Linked DNA regions of Oryctolagus cuniculus: region 1 is linked to region 2. The links are chromatin contacts, called in public Micro-C maps. All regions are on one chromosome and are shown on one strand. Each heading gives the region's core, a stretch centred on a gene start, on an enhancer-like site or on the middle of the called end of the contact. The rest is flanking DNA. Distances are from core to core; before and after follow the strand shown. Region 1 holds the start of COX17 (cytochrome c oxidase copper chaperone COX17). Region 2 holds the start of CD80 (CD80 molecule).

Region 1 (5,277 bases), core at 1,077-3,576, 140 kb after region 2:
TAGAGAAACAGTAAGCTCACCGTTTATATCTTAAATCCCAGGGCTCTCATGCATTCCTTGTGGGCCTCAATTAGATGTCCACAGTGCTCTTCTCCTTTCTCGATGATGCTATAAACAAAATGTACTTGTCACATAACCAAGTAGGCATTAAACACAATAAATAAGCATGCAGTATGGGGAGTGAGGCAGAACAAGGATAGGATGGAACACAACAATTTAAAACGCTATAGAGCAAAACAGCTTTGTTTTTATTTGATATTGTTATTGCTTCCACACCTTCCAAGATGTTCCACAGGTAAGTAGGTTTAGGGGGAGTATGATGAGAAGAAATACTTAGACATATCAAGTATTGCTTCTAGTCCAAGGAGTAACACTGCTATATAATGAAATAAGCTGAATGAATACCATATTTATCCTAAATGAAGAGCACAAAGTAAAGACTAAAATCTCACAGCTTTATTTCTAGGATCTGAAAATGCAAATTTTAGAAAATAATCAGCTATGCAAATGTAATTTTAGGGGCCTGCATAGCGGCATTGTGAGTTAAGCCACCACCTGCAATGCCGGCATCCCACATGGGTGCTGGTTTGAGTCCAGGACACTTCACTTCCAGTCCAGCTCCCTGCTGATGCACCTGAGAAAGCAGCAAAGGACGGCCCAGGTGCTTGGGCCCCTGCACCCACTATGGAGATCTGGAGGAAGCTCCTGGCTATTGAGGCCATTTGCGGAGAGAACCAGCAGATGGAGGATCTTTGTCTATCTGTAATTTTGCCTTTAAAATAAATAAATAAATCTTTCAAAAATATGTAATTTTTGTAAATAATATCAACCCAAGTTCAAGTATAAGAAAAAACTGATTCCTCACTACAGCTATGTGGGGAAAAGTCACAGTCACCAGAGACAATTCATGCAACAAGAATTTAAAGATGGGAATAGGTTCTTCCCACTCATCCTTCAAAAGCTCAAAAGGCTGCCTTCAAATGAAGTACTGCCAGGGACACGGAGCTCCTTATCAAAGTAACAGCCATATATACTGTGTCAGGCACTTGATGTGGCTTTTATCATTGACTTTTACAGTGACTGTTAGGTAGATATTTTTATTAGGCCTATTTTACAAACACATGAGGCAGAAATATTAAATAATTTGCTCAAGGTCACCAAGTTGGTGGTTCAGGGTTCAAACCTCGACTCTGGATCCCTGGCTCTTAATCATGATGCTGTACTGTCCACACATTCCGTAAGCACTTACTGCTAACACGGGAGCAATTTCAGTAGGAGACTGCAGCCTTCCAATTCTCTTCACAGTCCTATTTGCAAAGCACCGACTATAACAGAGGCACTGAGCTCCTACCCTCTTGTTACCCCCTGATACCACTTAGGACTTCCCTGCTTTATGAAGACACAAAAGAGCTGGAGGGAGAAGTGCACATTCACAGCACCTGAGGCCTCTGGCTAAAGAGATTTGTTCTACAATAGTGGTTACATAAGACGATAAGGAACAAGACCTTTTGTGTATGGATGATAATTTAAATGCGCTGTTTTGAACCGACAGGCAGGCTGATCATACAGACTGGTTGATTTTTTTTAACTTCGGGTTGCCTTCAAAGGGTTGAAGGTGAACCTTCTGGAACTATAAGCAATGGGTCCAGTGGCCTATTTTTTTCTAGATTTGGGGAGAAAGCCTTAGAAATTACCAGAACACGTTTACTCTTTAATCTTGCCAAATCCTCTAGCATAGGCCTTTCCATGACATAGCAATTACTGGTGTAAGTGGCCATTAACTTTAAGCTCCTTTAAGTCAGTGTCTACCCTTTTCTACAGTTTTGGACCTAAGGCAGTGCTTAACTCCTAACAGAAGGTCAGCAGCCATCTATCGGAAGGAGTGAGGGCGTGAACAGAACCCGGGGCCAATCTAACCTCTCTCTCCTCCATTCAGCGTCCCCTCGCACTGGGCTAAGGGTTCAGTCAACACGTGGCCGACTGCGAAACCTACGGGGCTCTCTACGTCTCTGTGGAGCACGGAACAGCAAGGCGAGGGCTAGCGGCAGAGGCACCGGAACCCCTCCCGGCGGCGCACTGACCACGCATCGCGCGCCTTCTTGGTCTCCGGGCAGGCGCAGCAGGGCTTCAGCGGCTTCTTCTCCTGAGGCTCAGACGGGGAAGGGCTTGCGGCCGCCAGACCCGGCATCTTTCTCGCCGAAAGCAGCTAAAACGCAGACACCCTAAACTCGCAGCCTCTGCAGAGCCGATTCGTCCGCAGTCACTTCCGCGGTCGCTCTAAACAGGACAGGAAGTCCCGCCCTCCTCCTCCGGAGCGCCGAGGGATTAAACGACGGCTGCGCAGAAGAGGTGAAATTGAGGTCAGGGGGAGGCTGCTTCCTCGGCGCATGCGCAGAGAAGCCGATTGAAAGGCGAGGAGCTGCTCTTCTGGCGCAGCGACATAAGCTGTCGTCTGCAATGGTGGAGTCCCATGTGGACGGGAGTTCGAGTTCCGGCTGCCCCACTCCGGATCCAGCTCCCTGATAATGCACCTAGGGGAAAGCAGCAGAAAATAATGCAAGTGCTTGGGCTTCCTGCACTCATGTGGGAGATCCAGATGAAGCTCTTGAACCTGGCTTTGGCCTGGTGCAACCGTTGGGAGAGTGAACCAACAAGGGAAGAGCTCTCTGTCTTTCCCTCTCTAACTGCCTTTCAAATAAAATAAGTCTCAAAACAAAACAGAGGTCGCCAGAGGTGTCAACCATCTTGCTAGGATTCACCTAGGATGAGAACAGCAAAACAACTAAGAGAGCTCTCAATCTTTCCACCCGCTACGAATATCGAAACTGAACCCTAAGAGGGTGAAATGACTTGTCTCAGCCAAACAAGAGAAAGCACTAGTGAAAGCCAGCTCCTTTGACTAACACTGGTTTCCCATCTTTTCACTCAGGGTCATCACCTGCCTTCTTCCTGTCCCCTACCTACTGTTGTCCTTGACCATTTTTTTCATAGAGTTAGTTAACAATCAGGCAAAGACATCTGCACAATCCAATCCACAAGTGTTGGGGTTGGGGAGCGGAGAAAGGTCCTCGAAGCCCACGTGCCTCTCCTGCCCACCTTGGGTGTTAACTCCTCAGCTGATTTGTGTGTATAACTCCTTGCCAATGGATTCCATTATGAATTGTTCAGTCATGGATTTGCTGAACATCATTAATAAAATTGAAAAGTACCTCCTGTTTGGTATTTCTTGACTTCAGTTAGGTAAAGTAATAAAGTGGTGCCCACGTTATTTGCAATATGGTAAACATAGTCATTGAATGTTGTCTTGCAGAGAACTGTTACACACAGGGAATGAACTTGATTTTTACAGCAGGATTTGGGAGCATTGTTCAATAGCTGCCTGGTAATAGCTGTTTTGGTATTCAAACTTTCAGTATCACCTAACCCATGTTTGTGTCTATGAGTCTATTTCAGCGATTTAGCTTGGAAACTATTGGTGTGTGGGGGATATATAAATATCTAAGACAGTTTAGGGAGTTAAGAGGATTGTGATAAGCTGAATATGCAGATTATAGATCAAAAGATAGAACAGGTTTTCTGCAATTAAGATCTTTTTACCCATTTGTTTTCAGGGGCAACTCTAAGGTTAGTTTTCTTAGTACCTTTTTGTATCAAATTCTCACTTTTTGTTTATTGCTTCTTTGCTTTAGTGAAGAGAGCACAGGTACTGCTGTGACAACTCGCCCTCTCTGTGACTTGTGGCAGGTAAACTAGTATTGCCAAACCTCAGGCAAAAAGGTTGGGTAGCAACCTTGTCTCCGCCGCACACTTCCTTTAACCTGCTGTGTGCATGAAATGAACAAACCCTCAGTTTCCTCCTGAGCACTGTGATGCTTGTACTCTTCAACAACTGCTTCTCCAAGACAGAATATTCTCCTTCCCTTGAGAGAAGGACCAAAGAATGAGTGAATATTTAGTCATTTATTTCCAGCTACTTAATTTGCATCTTGTTTCAGACATGTGTGTAGCCCACACATGTGGGCTACTTTTTCTTTTAGTTTTTAATTTATGAGCAAGTAAGCTTTAAGGTCAACTTCTGATTTTTTTTTTTTAACATTATCCTTATTCTTCACTTTTCTTCCCACCCTGAATGTCTTTAGACTTGTGAGATGGCCTACATTTGGCATTAAAGGAAGAGTAGGAATACACACATGAAATTTATTGTTTCCTGTTCTACCTCATGAAAAATCTAAATAACCTACTTTTTTTTTTTTTTTTGACAGGCAGAGAGGCAGAGTGGACAGTGAGAGAGAGACGGAGAGAAAGGTCTTCCTTTTTGCCGTTGGTTCACCCTCCAATGGCCACCGCAGCCGGCGCGCTGCGGCCGGCGCACTGCGCTGATCCGATGGCAGGAGCCAGGAGCCAGGTGCTTTTCCTGGTCTCCCATGGGGTGCAGGGCCCAAGGACTTGGGCCATCCTCCACTGCACTTCCGGGCCACAGCAGAGAGCTGGTCTGGAAGAGGGGCAACCGGGACAGAATCCGGCGCCCCGACCGGGACTAGAACCCAGTGTGCCAGCGCCGCAGGCGGAGGATTAGCCTAGTGAGCCGCGGCACCGGCCAAAATAACCTACTTTCCTCAGGGAAAATACAACAATTCTTGAGAGCTGTCATTAGAGATAATTAAATTGAACTAGGTGGGCATATGGGACCAAGTAAAAGATGGGATTCAACAATTTGTTTTACAGTGGTAACTAAGGTTAATTTGCTTGGTATGTTTCAGATCAACTTCTCAATTCTGATTTTAACCAGCAATACTCGACTCTTTTAAGTGGAGTTGGTACTCTATGGTATTGCTACAATTGCTAAATTAATAGGCAGCAGGACTTGAAATGGTGACTTTGGTGGACATTTTAAAAAATATCTGACATTCTCTTTAAAAAAAAAAAAGATTTATTTATTTACTTGAAAGTCAGAGTTACACACAGAGAGAAAGAGAGGCAGAGAGAGAGAGAGAGGTCTTCCATCCACTGGTTCACTCCCCAATTGGCCGCAACGGCTGGAGCTGGGCCAAGAGCTTCTTCCGGGTCTCCCAAGTGGGTACAGGGGCCCAAGGACTTGGGCCATCTTCTACTGCTTTCCCAAGCGATGGCAGAGAGCTGGATTGGAAGTGCAGCAGCCAGGACACAAACCGGCGCCTATATGGGATGCCAGCACTGCAGGGGGTGGCTTTACCATGAGTCACCACCGTGCCAGCCCCCAACATTCTCTTTAAAATTATTTATTGATTTGAAAGGCAG
Region 2 (5,259 bases), core at 356-2,855:
ACTCTTGTATATGGGTTAGTTTTCCTTTCCCAGGCAACCTATGCAAACCTCTTTGGGGACAAGAATCCCAGGCACAGCCTCTGTGGTGCCCCTGGAGCACGCACACTGTGTGTTCAGGTGTAAGGAGTTCACGGGCTGGTTTGTTGACTGAGTAACAGCAACAGTAATATCTGACTGGAGCCGTGGGACAAGGGGTTTTCCTAAACCTCTTTCTTTAGCTCAGAGCTCATCTTTTTTCATTTGCCTCTGACTATAATTTTCCTGGGACAATTGCTAATGTCTTGGTTTCATTTCTTTTGTGTGTGTGTTTTCGTTTTCCTTTTTGTTGTTTCTCTCTCTCTCTCTCTTTCTCTCTCTCTCTCTTCTTCCCTTCTCTGTCCGTCTCTCACACCCCCTTCCCCCAACACACCCTCATTTCCAGGAATTCCACCTGTATGAATTTCCTTCTACATATTTTAAACTCCCCAGAGAAGTCTCTTTGGGGAGTGTTTCCCTGCCTTCCCATAAGAACGCTGTAACTGTTGGAAATGTCATATAACCATTAAATATACACAAAATCTAACATGAAGGCTGTGAAGCTTCAACCATGGGTCTCCTGGCTCTACAACAGTATACAACAACAAATTTGACAGCTCAGGACAAAAAGTTGAAGACCACTGTGCTCAGGCACTCTCCCAGCCTCCAAGTCTTCTTCCTGGAGTTCCCGCCCCGGCTCCCGTTGCCACACAGACACACCGTGGAGATTCTGGGCTACGCGAAGGAAGCAGCTTTCAAGACCAGCACCTCTGCAGACTGGAAAGGTTCCGGCTGGAACCGGATCTCCTGTTTGTATTTGGGAAACCAGCAGGCTGAGCCCTCCCATCTCAACAGCACTCCAAGTCCAGCACCTCCTACAGCCACCGAGGCTGGAACAAAAGCCCCTGGATGTCCAAACATTCTTTGAGAGACCCTAGGTAGTAAATTAAAGTCTGAGACCATGAATTTGTCAGATGCCAAAAGACCTCAGCATCCAACATGGAGGAACACATATGAAGAGAAAGAGCCGGCATTCGGAAGATTATATTCCTCAACCACTCCCCTTGCCTTCGAATCGGAAGGCTGAATTTTAAAGGAAGACCACTTTAGCCGAATGGTAGAGAAATCTAGTTTGGGAACCAGATCCCTAGGACAACACCCTTAGCACGATACAGAATGAGAGAGAGAGCACCTGGCATTCATGCAAGTGGCCACAACTCTAAGCTGTGGCAAAATGAGCTTTTGGCTTTGTTATGATAACCCTGTCCCCACCTGGATGCTAACTTGCCGTGTGACCCTAAGCAGCTCCTCTAACCTCTGCGGAGCACAGTTTCCTGATCCCGACACTGGGTTGGAAACACCCAGCAGCTCCCTTCCAGTTCATCGGGCGACAGAAGGGGGCAGCAGAGAGAACGCCGCCGCCTCTCTCCCCACTGGCGCAGTGTCTCAGTTAGGTTCCCGCGTGCCGCTTACCTGAAGAGAAGTGGAGACCCGCCAGCGCCAAGAGCAGGCAGAGCTTGAGGTGTAGACACCTGGGCAGTGGAGTTCCCGGCCTCAGCGTGTGGCCCATGCCTCCAGGTGCTTAGGTTGGAAAATGAAAGCCAACAGTTCAGAGCCAGTAAGGCTGGACGCCTCCGGGGTACACGGGGCGCAGAGCGAGGCAACCGAGAAGCCTGGAGGTGCACACCAGGCAAGGGCAGAAGACGATGCAGCTGCCCCTCGTAGAAGGCTCTGTGCTGATGTTTGCCAAACACACTGGCGAGAGATTGGAAAGGGTTCCTGGGTCTCCAAAAGTTGTGGATTTGTTTTCACAACCTGAAAAAGAAAAAAAAATCGGCATCACCCAGGAAGGAGGGGAGGTCTGCTTCCTGGGTTCTAAAGCTCTGATTGCCCGCCTGAGCGCATCTGGGATCTTAACCTGGGAGACCTCTACGTAGGGCGCCGCCAGGAGGGGCAGCTCTGAGGTGACCTTGCCCGCGCCTATTCCAAGAACCAACCACAGCTCTTCTGTGAAACAGCTCTTGCTTCACAGATGTGGCTGACTTTATTAGAAACACAGAGAACTGTAAGGACCCTCGGCATCCGTCAGCCAGGCCACGGAAATTCCAGCTCCCTTCTGGACCATGGTACTGAAAACAGAGCAACCAGCACAGCTGGTTGTCCGAGTCATCGGACAGCATTTTTTTTCTAATTAATATAAACATGGGAACACAAGTGTCTCTGTTCTTCAACCCTTCTGCTCAAAGAACCTGTCCTAAAGGGGCGCGGGGTCTCCATCGAGACTAGTGGGAGACCAGCAGGTCTCCATTGCCAGTAGGAAGGGAGAAACAAGACGCACAGCCAACATTACTGATGAGCTCATGGGCTGCAGTGTGAGTAAGTTTTTTGTTTTGTTTGCCAGTAAATCTATCAAAACTGAGAAATGAAAATGACCGTGGCACTGTCACTCTCTCCGGGCCCCTGCACTGCTCAGCAGGAGCTCCGTCTCCTCTTTGAAGCAACCCCCGCCCCCCCCCCCCCAACTGGAGTGCCAGCCAAGGCCCATGCCCTGATCGGCACCATCTATTTGCGTCAGGGCTACCTTGGAGAGATGTATTTACCAGAAGTTTTCTCGCTGGACAGACTCAAAGTGGTCCTGCAGAAATAATCTTTTCTGCTGCCTAGGAAATTAAAAAACAATGGGCCATCCTTCTAATGGTGATTGTCCAAGTGTGTTGGGACTCTGTAGGCTCCCATGGGAATAAGAGACCCCAGCGGGCTCCGCTGAGACCAGGCATGCTTGCTAGAGGCAGGAGTGATGGGATGGTTGTTTAGAAGGCAGCCGGCTGTGGGTAACTAGTTCTACCCACTTATCCCCTAATAAGGCGACGGTCAGTGTACTTACTCACAAGTTCTTCTTTTCCTTCTGCGTTAACAGTCAAAGGGTGAGGCTGTGTCTCTGAGATGTTCTTTTCTCGCCGTCTCCACGATAATGGCAAACCACTCTGTCTTTCTTCGAGTGATATATCAGAGAGGTGGTATTTCCCCTCCCGACTTCCTTTTACTTGGTAGAGAATCTGAGCTCCGCCAGCCCAGGACTGGGTAGGGCGTCTGGTCTGAGGAAGCTCCCTCCGCCGCGCTCTCCTCTGTCACCTCCTTAGAGGGTGTGGCCCGGGGCGAAGCACCCAATAGCCCTCTCTGCTCCCCATCGACAAACTAACAAACAGGAAATCTTGAGGACCTTGGGCAGCTGGGCCAGGGCAGAGGAGAGAACATGCCCCAGTCGAGGGTGGGGCAGCTGCTAGTTTTGCCTGGGCAAAGTCTATAAGCTTTAAGGAGGGACTGCTTCTGCACTGCTCCAGAGTTCTGCTTTAGCAGCCAGAGTTTCTCAAACCTAGTCACTGTCCAGCCACTACAAGAGGTCAGCCACAGGGCCGGCGCTGTGGCGGAGCAGGGAAAGCCGCCACCTGCAGTGCCTACATCCCATGTGGGCGTCGGCTCAAGTCCCAGCGGCTCCACTTCCGATCCAGCTCTCTGCTATGACCTGGGAAAGCAGCAGAAGATGGCCCAAGTCCTTGGGCCCCTGCACCCACATGGGAGACCCAGAAGAAGCTCCTGGCTCCTGGCTTCGGATTGGCTCAGCTCTGGCCATTGCGGCCATTTAGGGAGTGGACCAGCATGGAAGACCTCTCTCTGCCTCTCTGTAACTCTGCCTTTCAAATAAATAAATAAATACATCATATATATATATATATATATATACACATATGTATTTGGTACACATTTTGGAGAGCGCTCAGCTCACAAGATCCGCAGACCCACTGCCTCTGCAGAGGGGGCAGATGCATTGCAGTCATCTTTGCCACGGTTGAGTGAAGCTCAGGTGTGCACCATGGTGGCACCTAGGGATGGGGGAGTGAGGAGGACTTGAGTCCCACCACCACCTGTTTTCCCACCAGCCTTCCAGTGCCCTTCTCTGGAGAATTCTGGAGCATCTGGGAGTGAGCAGCTGAGCCACACCGGGCCAGCCGCCCTCATGCACCTTGCCTGGCATTGTACTGCTCAGAGTCTGCTTTGGGCCCTGCAGGGGCTTCTCTGCTGCCTTGGCATGGGGTACCTCTGGGGGTGTTTGACTAAGCAGTTGAGAAGGTCACTGCTCGTAGGGGCTGGATGTTAGTGAACAATTGTGTCAACCTTTGGTTTTCCAGGTAGAGAATTTTGAGAGCTAATGCATGAGGCTCCTGGAAGGCCTTGGATGGTGGAGTACCAATTGCTTTCTGAGGGGCAACTCGGGCAGGCTTCTGGGTATGGCTTCCCCTACCCCGCACTCCTCCTCCCCTGCTTCAGGTTCCCATGCCAAACCACTGAAATCAAGTTTCCAAACAGACCACTTTGCTCTTTGTTGCTAGCTTTGCTCTCTGGAGAATCCAGGCTAAGACAGCAGGAACAGTCAGGATGGTAGAGATACAATGGTTTTCCTTCTGAAATACATTTTTTTCGAAACAGAAAGGTGAGTCAAGTTAGAGGGGAAAAAAAAGAAAATGATAGTCAATAAGGTGTATGAATGTGGCAAACATTGGGAATACGGTTTCAAAATGAGTGACATGTTGACTTAAAGCTATTAGAAAACAAACTTTGCTGGGGGGAGGAAAACCACAATTTGAGCTACTAATGTTTTTCAGTGTTACCAAGGCACTGAAATCCCGTGAAATAAAAAGCCAATGGATAAAGGTGGCAGTGTGAGGCTTCTGGGTGTGTGTAGATGAGGAGCCAGGGAACCCTTCCAAAAGGAAGAGAAGCAGAGGAGAAAAGCTGCCTGTGTTTCCTGATTGTACTGAAGTTAGGATCAGGCCTGCAGCATGGCCAACACAGGCCCTCTCACTAGAGGGACTGTGTCCTCAGGCCCAGCTAACACTGCCTCCGGAAACCTCTGGCTGAATCGGAGACAGATCTTGAGCAGGGAATGAGTGGTGGCTTATACGGTGTGATCCGATAGGTCCACTTGTAAAGCATCGCTCCTACCAGCACCCCCATGCATGCAGCCCCGCCAGCAGATGCATTCATTTGGGGCTAAGGCCAAACTGAGGTTTGCTTACCCCCAAGGGCACCTAGAGGTTTCACAGGAAATGGAGTTACTGATAGACTGATAGTTTTTTTTTTAATCAATTTCCAGACTTGTAGTCTCTTTTAAATGGTTTCCTAAAACTCAGTCAGCTGTGAGTAGGACGTTGGCCCTCTTCCTATTTAAAAAGGGATCTGACCTGG

What was found. A called contact is a pair of places that touch in the nucleus more often than the background predicts.
Region 1: a contact with region 2 is called in a Micro-C map of ear pinna, with 4 times the contacts expected there. The contact joins the promoter of COX17 here to the promoter of CD80 in region 2. A contact is called at or near these places in 3 of 6 Hi-C or Micro-C datasets (ear pinna, psoas muscle and an unstated tissue).

What each region holds. Positions count from the first base shown.
Region 1 is chr4:76,207,552-76,212,828 of mOryCun1.1, forward strand. COX17 (cytochrome c oxidase copper chaperone COX17) reads right to left here and starts at 2,327. Exons shown (of 3, transcript XM_002716664.5): 1 at 2,082-2,327; 2 at 21-108. The coding sequence starts at 2,188. The coding sequence ends at 24.
Region 2 is chr4:76,070,560-76,075,818 of mOryCun1.1, forward strand. It overlaps CD80 (CD80 molecule), which reads right to left and starts at 1,606. Exons shown (of 6, transcript NM_001082663.1): 1 at 1,489-1,606. The coding sequence starts at 1,585.